2 separate regions of the Mus musculus genome follow, and region 1 is linked to region 2. The links are chromatin contacts, called in public Hi-C maps. All regions are on one chromosome and are shown on one strand. Each heading gives the region's core, a stretch centred on a gene start, on an enhancer-like site or on the middle of the called end of the contact. The rest is flanking DNA. Distances are from core to core; before and after follow the strand shown.

Region 1 (6,579 bases), core at 98-2,597, 610 kb before region 2:
CATTGCATACACTAGCAAGATTTTATCGAAAGGACCCAGATGTAGCTGTCTCTTGTGAGACTATGCCGGGGCCTAGCAAACACAGAAGTGGATGCTCACAATCAGCTAATGGATGGATCACAGGGCCCCCAATGGAGGAGCTAGAGAAAGTATCCAAGGAGCTAAAGGGATCTGCAACCCTATAGGTGGATCAACATTATGAACTAACCAGTACCCCGGAGCTCTTGTCTCTAGCTGCATATGTATCAAAAGATGGCCTAGTCGGCCATCACTGGAAAGAGAGGCCCATTGGACTTGCAAACTTTATATGCCCCAGTACAGGGGAACACCAGGGCCAAAAAGGGGGAGTGGGTGGGTAGGGTAGGGGGGGTGGGTGGGTATGGGAGACTTTTGGGATAGCATTGGAAATGTAAATGAGCTAAATACCTAATAAAAAATGGAAAAAAAAAAAAAAAGAAACCCCTGTAGCCTAGGTCAGGAAGATTCGGATCCCAGCACTGAAGCTACTGTGCACTAACGAAATACTTTGTAATAAGTAGCCTCTTCGGCCTAGGTTCTTCAGCTACCAAATGGAGCAGCATGATCTTTCCTGACAAATGTGTGTGCATGCCTGTGTGTGCATGCATGTGTGTATGTGTGTTTATGCATGTTTGTGTGTGTCTGAGTGTGTGTGTGTGTGTGTGTGTGTGTAGGTGCATCATATGTGTGTATGTGTATATAAAAGCCAGAGGTCAACTATGGATTTCGTTTTTTATGGAACCACCTATGTTGATCTCTCACTGGCCTGGGGCTTAATGACTAGGCTGGGCTGCTTCAGGGATCTGTTTGTCCCTGCTTTCTCAGCACTAGGATCGTAAGCATGCATGCATCATCATGCTATTTATGTGGGTGATGACTATCAGACTGGAGTGCTCAGGCTTACGTGGCAAGCATTTTACTGAGTTCACACACACACACACACACACACACACACGCACGCACGCACACACACACACCACTCCTAAACTGTGTTTTTTATGATGTTGGGTGGCGGTAGCAGATCATACCTATAATCCCAGCCCTTGAGAGGCAGAGGCAGGCAGATCTCTGAGTTGTAGGCCAGCCTGGTCTACAGAGCCAGTTCCAGGACAGCCAGTGCTACACAGAGAAACCCTGTCTTGGAAAACCAGAGAAGGTGGGGAGGGGAAAGAGAGAGCATGAATCTTGGGACTAGCTACTTGTGAAAGATGCTTACAAAGTGTTATTCCTAAATCATCCTGGCATCTGTCCAGTCCTATGGAGGCGGTCCACAGGCCCAGTCTGGAGCTGCTTTGTGCCTAGATTAAGCTCCTGGGCATGGTATGACTCAGAGATGCTCTGTCATCTCCCCCAGGCTGGGATGTTCTGCTATTGCTGTCTTATAACAGCATAAAACCAGTAGATGGTTTGTGGTTTTTCCCAGTCCTGACATGAACCAGTTCAGATCGATTTGTTTGTGTTTCCTATAATTCAGAAGGGACAGGAGCTCTGCTGCACACATAGCCATCACCTGCTAGGATGTCATGAAACGGAACACACAAGTGAACCAATTCTGCATGCTCATCCATGGGAGTGAATAGAGTACCTGCTCTGTGCCCTGCCCTGTGAGCTATCACATAACAGTATGAGTAGGTGGATTCAGTAGAAAACAATTGTGCTGGAGCACAGCCATCCCCCATTCCCATAGTCACCAGCTAAGGATGGGAGAAGTCCTACACAGACTCGGCTTTCTTAATCAGTCTGAAATCACCCGCTCTTTATGACGTGACATAATTTGCAGCGTCTGGCAGGTACATACTTTGTGTTGCAAACCCAAATATAATCATTGAGAAACATCAGATAAGTGAAGTGTGCACATCACTTTACATGATGCAGGGGGAAAAAAACCAAAAACAACAACTTGACCAAAAAGTAAAAACCTTTTCGCCTCCAGAGAAAACAGAAAATGACAAAGAGATTAAGTTAGAAAGAAAGAAAGAAAGAAAGAGAGAAAGGGAAGGAAGGAAGAGAGAAAGATCCAGAAACAGAAGAACCAAATGCAATGCAAAATACCGATTGTATGGGACACTATGCAACTATTATTAATTTTCATGGGCATAAAAATAATAATATTTTTGCTATACAGGAAACTGCCATGTAAAGGCCTTTGCTAAAGACTGGGAGGTATGGCTCTGTGGTAGTGAGCTTGCTTACAATGTATGAGGCTCTGCGTTCAGTTCTCAGTATGGTGAAATTAACCCCCAAAGCAACAATAACAGCAAAAAGATGTTTAGGGTAACTTGTTTCTAAACAGTCATGTACCACAAACAACATGCAGGAAGAAGATAAATACCACAAAATCTTATAAGCTAATGGACCTGGAATGGCAGCCTGAGAGTGCTCCTCCCTTCTCCTCCCTGAATCTCATGATATTTGAAGACACGTGATATAACTAGAGTGGACAGGAGTTACACTCACCCAGTGGGCGCCAAGGGTCCCACTCACGGTCCCATGGTGCTCATGAGGATCCACACCACAGAGAACTAGGAATTATCTAGCACCAAATGTAACCTCGGGAAGAGAAATCTTGGTCTTGAATACCTACCAGAAATCACTGTATAAATCTGAAAAATCTCGACAGTTTAAAATAAAAATCAGCCCTAAAAGTAACCAAGTACTTGCTCTCTTCTACTTTTTCATCTTCATTCCCTTTTACATACACACCCATACACACCACGCACAAATGCATGTGCACATACATGAACATGTACACCCATAACACACACACACCATACACACATGCATTGCACATAAATGCACACATAGAATCATAACGCGCGCACACACACACACACACACACACACACACACACACACACACCAATGGCAGCTCTCTCAGTGTTTCTGGGCATTTTCTTTTTTTCTTTTTCTTTTTTAATTTTTAATTAAATTTATCTATATGAGTACACTGTTGCTGTCTTCAGACACACCAGAAGAGGGCATTGGATCCCATTACAGATAGTTGTGAGCCACCATGTGGTTGCTGGGAATTGAACTCAGGACCTCTGGAATAGCAGTCAGTGCTCTTAATCTCTGAGCTATCTCTCCAGCCCCCTTGGGCATTTTCTACATCATGGAATTAGCATGAACATAACTTCATATAGAGATGTGGTGAGAGTTTGGGTAAAGACCTATACATGCACCAACCTTCTCCATGTATATCTTTAAGTGTGCAAATGAGGCCGCAAGCTGCTAAACTATTTTCCATGTCTTATATTATTTTTGCATAATATATGGGAACATATGTAGATTAGATGCCCACGGGTGCCCATGGGAGCCCACAGGGCATTAGTCCTTACTTCGTAGGTATCTCACTTCAATAACCATAGATTTGAAGTTCAAAATGTAATTGAATGGCAGGAAATATGGCTGAGCAAGTGGAGGCACTTAGCAGCTAAGCCTGGTGACCTGAATTACGGAGAGGCAGGAGGTGGGGGTGGGAGTGCACAGAGAGAGACAGAGAGACAAACAAAGACAGGGAGAGACAGAAGAAGAGAGACAGAGGAAGAGAGAGGAAGAGAAACAGAATAGAATTTAAAAATATAGCTATTTATTTGCTTATATGTGTAAGACTCATTAGGAATACTCCCCTTTATTTTCAAGTATCTCTGTGCCCCCTGGGATATATGAAACAGTGTGCTAGGTAAAACCTGTCTTGCTTGGGGACCAGTGACATGAAAGCAATCTGTTCACATTCACTACAAATGCATCACCCTGCGCCTAACCACATAGTGCAGTGTCAGAGACTGAAGCTAAGGATGTGGGATTTACAGAGATAGAGACATGCCTAAAATTCTGTACACCACATCACTGATCAGATGGACATTATATTGTATCTTGATGTAGAAGAAGCACAGAGGGTCAGTATTACGTACAATGCCATGACTGGAGATGTCAGAATCCTAGACTTTTTGTTGTCGCTTGGTTACACTATTTTGATTTTAGTAAGAGAAAAATTGAGTCAGTTTATAGCACATCGTACATGCAGAATCGCAATTTTTTTAAAATGATGGCATCCTTTGTGAGCAAGCGTGACTGAATTCTAGTCTTGACTCGCTATTATTTACAGATATGGGATGCCACATCTTTTCTGAGTTTGGAGGGGAAAATGAGACTTTTTAAGGCCTTCTGTCATTCAGAATCTTCTGACTTGGTTCATATATATTAAGCCTTTACCTGAAAATGGGACAATGATAGAGAGAAAGGGAAAAGGGAAGAAGAGAAAAAGGAGAGAATGATGGCGGGGGGGGGGGGCGTGAGAAAAAAACTCCTTGCCTATGTGTACTTAAGACAGTAAGATACCGACTCTATCATGTTAACCATGTTCACCAAAGTGGATTTATATAAGGACAGACACAGGTGTAGCAATATATCTTCAGCTCCACATACCTCCAGTTTCTCATGGTTGTTTCTTATATCATACTTTTCTTGTGATGAACATTCAACTCTTTGTTACAATTTTAAAGGACTTTTTAGGTGTACAGTTCAATAATGTTAGGCATGTTTCCTTTGTACAATGATGACATGAAGATTCCCCTCTTGTTTTGCTTGACACAGCAGCAGGCTGCCTTCAAACTCCTGGTCCTCCTGCTTCAGCCTGCCAAATGCTAATATGTCTGTTTGTATGCCCAGTTTCTAAGCATGCTAGAGCAGCAGTCCTCAACCCTTGTTCTCCTTAGAGCTCTGGAATCTTTCGAAAGCTTTGGTGGCAGGATCTATCTTCACATCATTTACCTCAGAATCTCTGAGGCTCCTGAAGGGTAAACTCCATGGAACTGTTTTGTGGAGCTTCCTTAGAGTCTACCTAATCCAGACAGCAGAGTTAAAGAGGGAGGATGAGGACAAGACCGCAAAGCCCTTCAAGGGCTTCCAGACAACTTCCCTTTGATTAGATCAGTAAGCAAGAAACACTCCCTCCATCATCCACTTCTCTGATGTAGCTATGTTCTCCTGCTGGGCACTTTCAGTCACATAGGACCTCCCAGATGGCTTTAGGAGAGGGGCAGAAAGATGGTGACTCACAGCTGAAGGTAAGAGAGAACTAAGACAAAGAAATGAAAGATATGGAAGCTAAGAGAGAGAGATAGATGCACAGGCAGAGAGATACATTATATATATATATATACACACACAAACAGACACAGGCACACACACACACACAGCGAGAGAGAGCAAGTGAGAACACAAATTCAATTCTACACAAAGAACTACAAGCAACTAAGAAATTCTGAGAGTGGGAGAAATAGTCTTTGCCGGGAAAGAGAGCAGTAGCTGGTTTTTCAATACGAAGTGGACAGCCCTGAAAACATATGCATGGCAGTATCATACAGACTGAGCAGTTGTATTTAGGAATATATATTCACATATGAATATGCATGTAAAACAATAAAAATGAGGCCACGAATCTGAGAGTGCAAGGAGCATATGAAAAGGGTTGGAGGGAGGAAGGGAATCAATGATATAAATATAATCTTAAAGTTAAAAGAAAAATTAAGAAAATGAAGATATTAGAGCCAGAGTGGAAAATGCAAAGCTCCAATCTCAAATGGATTGCGATGAACAGTGTGGTGGGCCCATAGTCACTTACAAAGCCACAGCCGTCCTCATCCAGGAAAGGGTGGGCCTGCAGCAGAGCATTGACCACGTCGTTGTACTGCTGGGTGGTGGGGTACCTGTTTACCACAACAGATAAGAGAGAATTCATTTCCAGCAGCCCCCAGTTAAGGTGAATCTAAAGCACACACAGGTTTCTAAACTTTCTCTTACTATGGTATCCGTGTGTGTGTCCGTGTGTGTCTGTGTGTGTGTGTGTGTGTGTGTGTATGTGTGTGTGTGTGCGTGCGTGCAAGGAGTGTGCATATGTGTGTGTATGTATGTGTATGTGTGTGTATGTGTATGTGTTTTGTGTTAGTGTGTGTTCTCTCTCCCTGTGTGTGTGGGGAGAGTATACGTGTATATATGTATGTGTATGTTAGTGTGTTGTGTGTATGTATGCGTTAATGTGCATTCCCTCTCCCATGTATGTCTGTAGTGTGTGTGTGTGTGTGTGTGTGTGTGTGTGTGTGGTGTGTATGTGTTAGTGTATGTTCCCTCTCCTCATTTTTGTGTGTAGGGTAAATGCATATGTACGTGTGTGTGGTGTATGTATGTGTGTTAGTATGTGCTCTTTCTCCGTGTGTGTATGTGTTTCTGTGTGCAGATCTGGAGGCCTTAAGTTAACATTGTTCTCATGTGTGTCCACCTTGCTGTTGAGACAGGGTCTCTCATTGGGACCTGGGTCATGTTAGATAAGATTGGCTGGCCCTTCAAGCCTATAGCAATAGTTACAAGCATGTGCAGTCATGCCTAAATTTTTATATGGGTTTTGGTACTATGCAGCAAATATTTAACCAACTGAGATAATAACCCCAGTCTGTCTCCTAAATCTGCACATATTGAACTTCTATTTGCTATTTCCCCATAAGCCAAGAGAACTTGGTTCCTAACAAATTCTACTGTTCGCTGTGCACAGCTCCCTCCTCC
Region 2 (6,356 bases), core at 2,302-4,801:
TTTCTGGGAATAAATAACATATCAAATGCAGACATAAGAAGGCTGGGAAAACAGTATACAAATACATACTATAACAATCAGCTAGGTAACTGCTATGGAATCTCTCCTGGCAGAACCCTGTGCTAAGATTATCCACAATAACCAAGAGATGGGCTCAACGACCTTTTCACCAGTGAATGAATCAACCAGTCAACGAGCAAATCTACAGAATGGATGAATTACTATTTAATTTTTTTAAAAAAAGGAAATGCTATAATTTGTACCCACATAGATGAGCCTGGAGAATGTTATGCTAAATAAAATAATCCAGATACAAAAAGGCAAATACCACATAATCCCACTTTTATATGGAATGAATGAAAGTTAAATTCAGTAGAATTTGGCCCACAACCAAAGTTAAATTCAGACAGTAGAAGGGGGTCTCAAGGGTTGTGAGGGCTGGTCTCAAGGTTGGAGGATGAAGAGTCAAGGAGATGTTGATCATAGGACAAAAACCTCAGTAAAGCAAGAGGAATAATCTAATAAATCTATTATATATCATAGTGACTACAGCTAACAACACTTCATATAAAATGGCTAAGACTATTTTAAGTATTCTCATCCCCAAAATAAATACATCCAGTCATACATGCCAACTTCCATGATGATTCATCTCAGTTATCAATTAGATGTGACTTAGAATCTCCTGGGAGATAGGTCTCTGGGCAAGGCTATAAGGATTTTCTTGATTATTGTACCTGATGTTGGAAGAATCATTGCCTGGAGTCAGAGATCTTGGTGGAGAAGGGAAACTGGGCATTAGCAAGCATGTGTGCACCAATCTCCTCTTTGACTGTGGATGTAATGTAACCAGCTGCTTCATCTGCCTGTGTCTTAACTATTCCAATATGACTAGTCCTTGAACTGTGAGCTGTAGTAAGCCCTTCCTTGTAAACACAACGTTTGTGTGCATTGTGTAAAGGTTATCCTTGTGTTGTTCAAATGTTGGTTTCTCTGCCCTCATATCTTGTTTCAATCTGGACATGGCATTATAATGTTTATATTAAGAATCTCCTGTCTCTTAAGTTTGTGTAAACAATTCTTACCATTTATTCTCTGCCTTGTCAATAAATGACGATCACCCAATGGCTGGGCAGAAAAGGGAATGGGGCAGAACTTCCACCAGCCAGGGAAAGGAGCACAGAGATGGAGAGAGGTTCAAATCAGCCGGAACCACGGAGGAATTGCAGCCATGAGGAGAGAGTCTAAAAGACATCATGAAAACACGCATGAAGCCCAAAGAACAAGACCAATAATAAAAGCGAGTATATTGGGATCATGGCTGGAGGTTGGCACACTAGCATAGAGGATTAATACATTTAACTGCCCAGGTATTGAGGTGCAGCTTGAGATAAATCTTGGTTTCTCTGGGTGGTTGCTGAGACTACGGTAAAGAAGTAGAGCAGCCAGATTAATTTATTACATACCCTTATATTACACTTATATTACACTTATTATTACACTTATTATTCATTTTACACTTCCTCCCTGTGTTTATCACAACCCCTGCAAGGAAACCAAATTTTCATTAGCCATTCCATAACACACAAATGCACCCAAACTCTATGCTAATAAATATGTAATTTTACTTGCCAATTATTAAAAAAAATATTTTAAGCCATCATGATGGACACTACAAAACAACCTAAAACAGAATATGAATAAGAAATGTTAATTCCATATGGATGATGAAAGGACCATTTTGCAAGATAAATTCAGGAAACAAACTCTGGGTTACCACTCCTTCGTTTCTTCGGTTTGGATTTCTTACCTGTCAAACAAGAAAAGTGATAACTATAGAATAGGGTCATGGGAGAAATGTACCAAATTCATGTATCTAGATGCTGGCTGGATTTTATGTAGCATGCAGACCACACTTAAGAGAGCAACCAGGAAGTCTGATTTACATATGAGCAAACTTGAAGGATAGATGATAATCTAATTCTAAATAAGTGGGGGTGGGGGGAATCACCATCCAACATTCTTCTTGAAAAGAAAGGAAGGCTATCCAGAGACTGCCCCACCTGGGGATTCATCCCGTATACAATCACCAAACCCAGACACTATTGTGGATGCCAACAAGTCCTTGCTGACAGGAGCCGGATATAGCTGTCTCCTGAGAGGCTCTGCCAGTGCCTGACAAATACAGAGGTGGATGCTCAAAGCCAACCACTGGACTGAGCACAGAGTCCCCAATGGAGGAACTAGAGAAAGAACCCAAGGTGCTGAAGGGGTTTGAAGCCCCATAGGAGGAACAACAATATAAACCAAGCAGTACTCCCAGAGCTCCCACGGACTAAACCACCAACAAAGAGTACACATGGAGAACCCATAGTTCCATCTGAGTATGTAGCAGAGGATGGCCTTGCCAGATATCAATGGGAGGAGAGGTCCTGTGAAGGCTCAGTGCCCCAGTGTAGGTGAATGCAAGGGCCAGGAAGCAGGAGTGGGTGGGTTGGTGAGCAGGGGGAGGGGAGATGGGATAAGTTATTTTCAGAGGGGAAACCAAGAAAGGGAGGTGAGGGGAGGGGAGGGGTAGGGAGGGGAGGGGAGGGAAAAGAAAAGAAAAGAAAAGAAAAGAAAAGAAAAGAAAAGAAAAGAAAAGAGAAAAGAGAAACGCAGGAAGTGTCTGTCACTGAGCCTGCTGTCAAGTTTGTCCTGAGTAGGAGAGTGTCCCCATGTTGGAGCTCCAGCGTCAGGAGAGAGTTGAGCCAGGGACCCAGGATCAAGACAAAGCTGCCTACTGACTCTCTTCACAACTGCATATTGCTTCTTGTTATTTCAGGAATCAAGCTGCTTCAAATAATAGTAATAGTAACAGTAACATTAAGAAGACAGATCTTTTCTAAGTCCCTAAGAACCTGACTCCCACATTCCTAAAATTAAGCTTGTAGGACTCAGTAGGGGAAGGAAACACACAGAGCCCATGTCTACCAATGTTTCTCTCCTGTTTTCTACATCCCTGTTTTACTTACAAATTTTCTCTTCCATATTGAAATTCTAATTTTAAACTAAAAGCCTACTCATGTTTATCCTGGCTTTCTATCATATAACCTCAAACTTGAACATTTTGCTGTGGTAGGGATAACCAGATGAGGGTCTTGAAGTCTTCTCTACTCCTCCATGATGTGGTATTTCAATTCCATAGAAGACACACAATGTCTCTCCCACTTGGGTTTGCATCTGGGGTCACGCAAACTGGGCTAAGAAAAGTTAATAAGAGAAAAGTGTATACATTTTATTTGACATTTTTATGTGATACAGAGGCCTCCCTAGAAAAGAAATAGAACAGATAGGCCCAAGAGCTTGTATATGCTTCTGACTGAGAGTGATAAATTACAGAGGCCGAAGGAAAGGGCAAGACTCTTGAGATTTGCAAGGACTGAGACCTGTGGGAAGGTAAATACATGAGAAAACTCACAACTGAGCAAGGCTAACTTAGCAAAGTTCGTTTGTGCCAGGTTGTCTTGGTGCCAATTTTCTGTCATCTTCATGCTGTGTAACTTTCCCCTGGGGAAGGGATTTAAAATGAACCTTATTACTCAGAGTTTCTGCTTTTAGTCAGATATGAATGGCTTTTCTACATCTGTTGAATCTCAATTTTTTTTTCTGCTCAAAATAATTCTTATGCCAAAGTGGCATACTTTGGAGCAGCAGATCCTGACTCACTTCCATTACAATGACATGTAAACAAGACAGAGCATTAAAACCTTTCCGATTTAAGTGCCTGGCCCAGGCTCACTGTCATATCCCAGATCCCCTTCAAAGAGTATTCTTGCAAAGATAATATTTTTGCTTTTGTTATTTTAAGGTCTCTGGGGAGATGACTGCAGAGGCAGCTTTGAAATGTCACCTTTACTAATAAAATATAAACCAGAGAATAGGCAAACAGTCCTTGGCCTAACTTTGTAAGGGTCTGAGTCTGGCTTACATGGCCACAGGCTTATGGTATATAAGTCTTTCTGCTGAAGTATGGGATGCTCATTGATTTTCTTTACCATATTAGTATCACTTTTCTTCCTCTCATGATCCTTAATGAAACTATAATTCTAAATATTTTAGGGTATTTCTGGTACAGAAATAAAAATCACTGTAGATATCATAAATAAGCTTTGGAAATGATCATCCATGCCTTAGTTCTCCTAGACCAACCTTGTCTTCGTCTTTTAATACAAAGGGCCTGTTACTAAAATCCCTTGGAAGAACCAATATCTACCTTCTTCCTAAATCTCAAAGACAAACAGAGGCATGATTGCATCTGCAGGAACCAATGAACTGATTTGGCCTCCTTACAGAGCCCTGGGAAGGAACTGGTTAGAGGACTGAAGATGTTCCTTCATCCAACAGGCTGCGTGTATTTGGACAGCTTCACCCAGCAGCAACAAGTCTCTCACTGTGGCAGCACAGAGGGAGTCCCCTTCTCCTAACAGGTGATAGGGATGCTGGATACCCAGGCCCTGGGATCCTCTCTACTTATTCATCCATGACGTAGTATAAATAGTCAACAAGCTGAAAAGATCCTTTTGCAAGCGTGAACAACTAAACTCCCCAAGATGGGGTTAGCTTGGCTCAGAGAATAGTTACTCACAACAGGGCCACTTATAAATCCTCAGTAATTTCTGGTCTGAGTTCAACGTTACATTTTCAAAACAAAGCAATATATCTTTTGTTTAAAAAAATGCTTATTATGATTTTCATCCCAAGGTTATGGCAAGCTGATGTCAGCGTATGTGTCTTTCCATATTCTGGTACCACTAGCTTTTCTTGGGCTATTTTAATACCCCCAAGTTAAATGGGAACTGCACGTTTCTATGGCAACGGAGACCATTGTAGCTGCTTATCCCAGTGTGTTCCCTGTAAATCACATTTTTAGGGATGATTTTTCTTAACAAAGCATTGTTTAAATTGCTTCAGAGTTATAGCAATTATGCTTTCAATGATAAACATCAGTGTAGAGAGGAACAGCCCACTTCAAAACTCCAGCAGAGGCTGGAGATGCTGAGAGCAGACGTGACCACCCTGTGTACTGCACACACAGTGCTACTGGCCCTAGACTGGGAAAACGCAGGCATCTCCTTTATTCGAGGTTTCTAGATAGCAAACTATGCACACCGTTCTTGCCTTTTATTAAAGCATTGTATACTATACTATTTCAGCATACGATACCATGAAAATCACCTCTTCTGTACAACTGCCATGGAAATACTGTACTAAGTTACTTTGACCCAATTAAAACGTGGAAGTATTTAGCTTGCTATATTTGGTTACAATGTGCTTTATAAATGGTTGTAACCATGTGAGAAGCATTCAGATGGATGGCCGGTGATATGCTCAGGTCCAAATGGAACTGAAAGCAACTATGTGAAGATACATAGTGTGGAGAAATACATTGTAACCCAGCCCCAGGGCTGCTCTAGCAAGAGTTCATCTTTGGAGGTATTGGTGTACTCACATAACTTGGGTGTGGCTCTCAGCTCAGCCCATCATCCGAGGAAATAAAAGTGACATTTACAACAACACAGTGGCCAATCCAACTCAGCTCATGGTGAAAAGCTGAGCAGTCCTTCTTCCCTCCTGCCCAGTTCCCTCTTCCATAGGAAGTTCACAACATGGTAGCTAGCTCTCTCTCTCAGGCAAAGCATGCTCAAGGCAGAAGCCTCTTGTCATAACTGCAGTCAGCCACTTCCACCATATCTTGCTATCAATGCCAGTCATTATGACTAGGCCATACTCAGTGTGCAGGAGGAGACAGAGTTCCTCTCCTGGAAAATAAGCATATGAAAGAATACTAGACGATTTTTTAGCCAATCCACCATACTATGTAAATATCATCTATTGCTTTTCTCCTGATATATTTTTTTTAGAGAATTGTCTGTAGCTAAGTAGATCCTTAAGACATTCATACGGTTTTCATTATGTTTTGTGCCTCCCCTTTTCTCTTTCGATGAGCAGCTTCTCACCCCCATGGTTTCCTACCTGTATACTCTCTATATACAATCCTATCTGTATTGTGTTGCTGAGGGGAAACATGATGTATGTCTTCCCAGTTCTGGCTTTGTAAAACCTTAATCTGAGGAAACACTGCCTCCACAGACACTAAAGAGAAGAAAATTACTTTTAAGTAAAAATGATATGTTTACCAGGAAAAAACAAAAAACAAGGGGATGGGGAGGAGATGGGCAAAGAAAGTGTGCTAGACATGAGGCCAGTCCAAGTTTGCTATCTACTTCACAGATCATGAGATGCCAAAAAGTGGTTATGTGCCTTAATGACAAGGCAGGGCATTGTCTGCCTTAACAATGAGCATCACTGCCTTG

The links. Hi-C and Micro-C count contacts between places; a contact is called where the count stands out from the background.
Region 1: a contact with region 2 is called in a Hi-C map of cortical neurons, with 2.1 times the contacts expected there. The contact joins two enhancer-like sites. A contact is called at or near these places in 1 of 484 Hi-C or Micro-C datasets (cortical neurons) and 1 of 115 datasets of contacts at active chromatin or transcription factors (embryonic stem cells).

What each region holds. Positions count from the first base shown.
Region 1 is chr10:26,244,694-26,251,272 of GRCm38.p6, reverse strand. Samd3 (sterile alpha motif domain containing 3) reads right to left here. Exons shown (of 11, transcript NM_001115154.1): 6 at 5,645-5,729. Among named protein-coding and RNA genes, the nearest start is that of Samd3, 18 kb to the right of the region's middle. Within about 2 kb of position 1,347, at least 23 of the 459 cell types and tissues checked have an H3K27ac peak or open chromatin away from gene starts, as enhancers often do. A contact at or near this core is called in cortical neurons, where this site is marked.
Region 2 is chr10:25,640,991-25,647,346 of GRCm38.p6, reverse strand. The region is part of intron 3 of Gm29571 (predicted gene 29571); the gene reads right to left. Among named protein-coding and RNA genes, the nearest start is that of Gm36908, 23 kb to the right of the region's middle. Within about 2 kb of position 3,551, at least 23 of the 459 cell types and tissues checked have an H3K27ac peak or open chromatin away from gene starts, as enhancers often do. A contact at or near this core is called in cortical neurons, where this site is marked.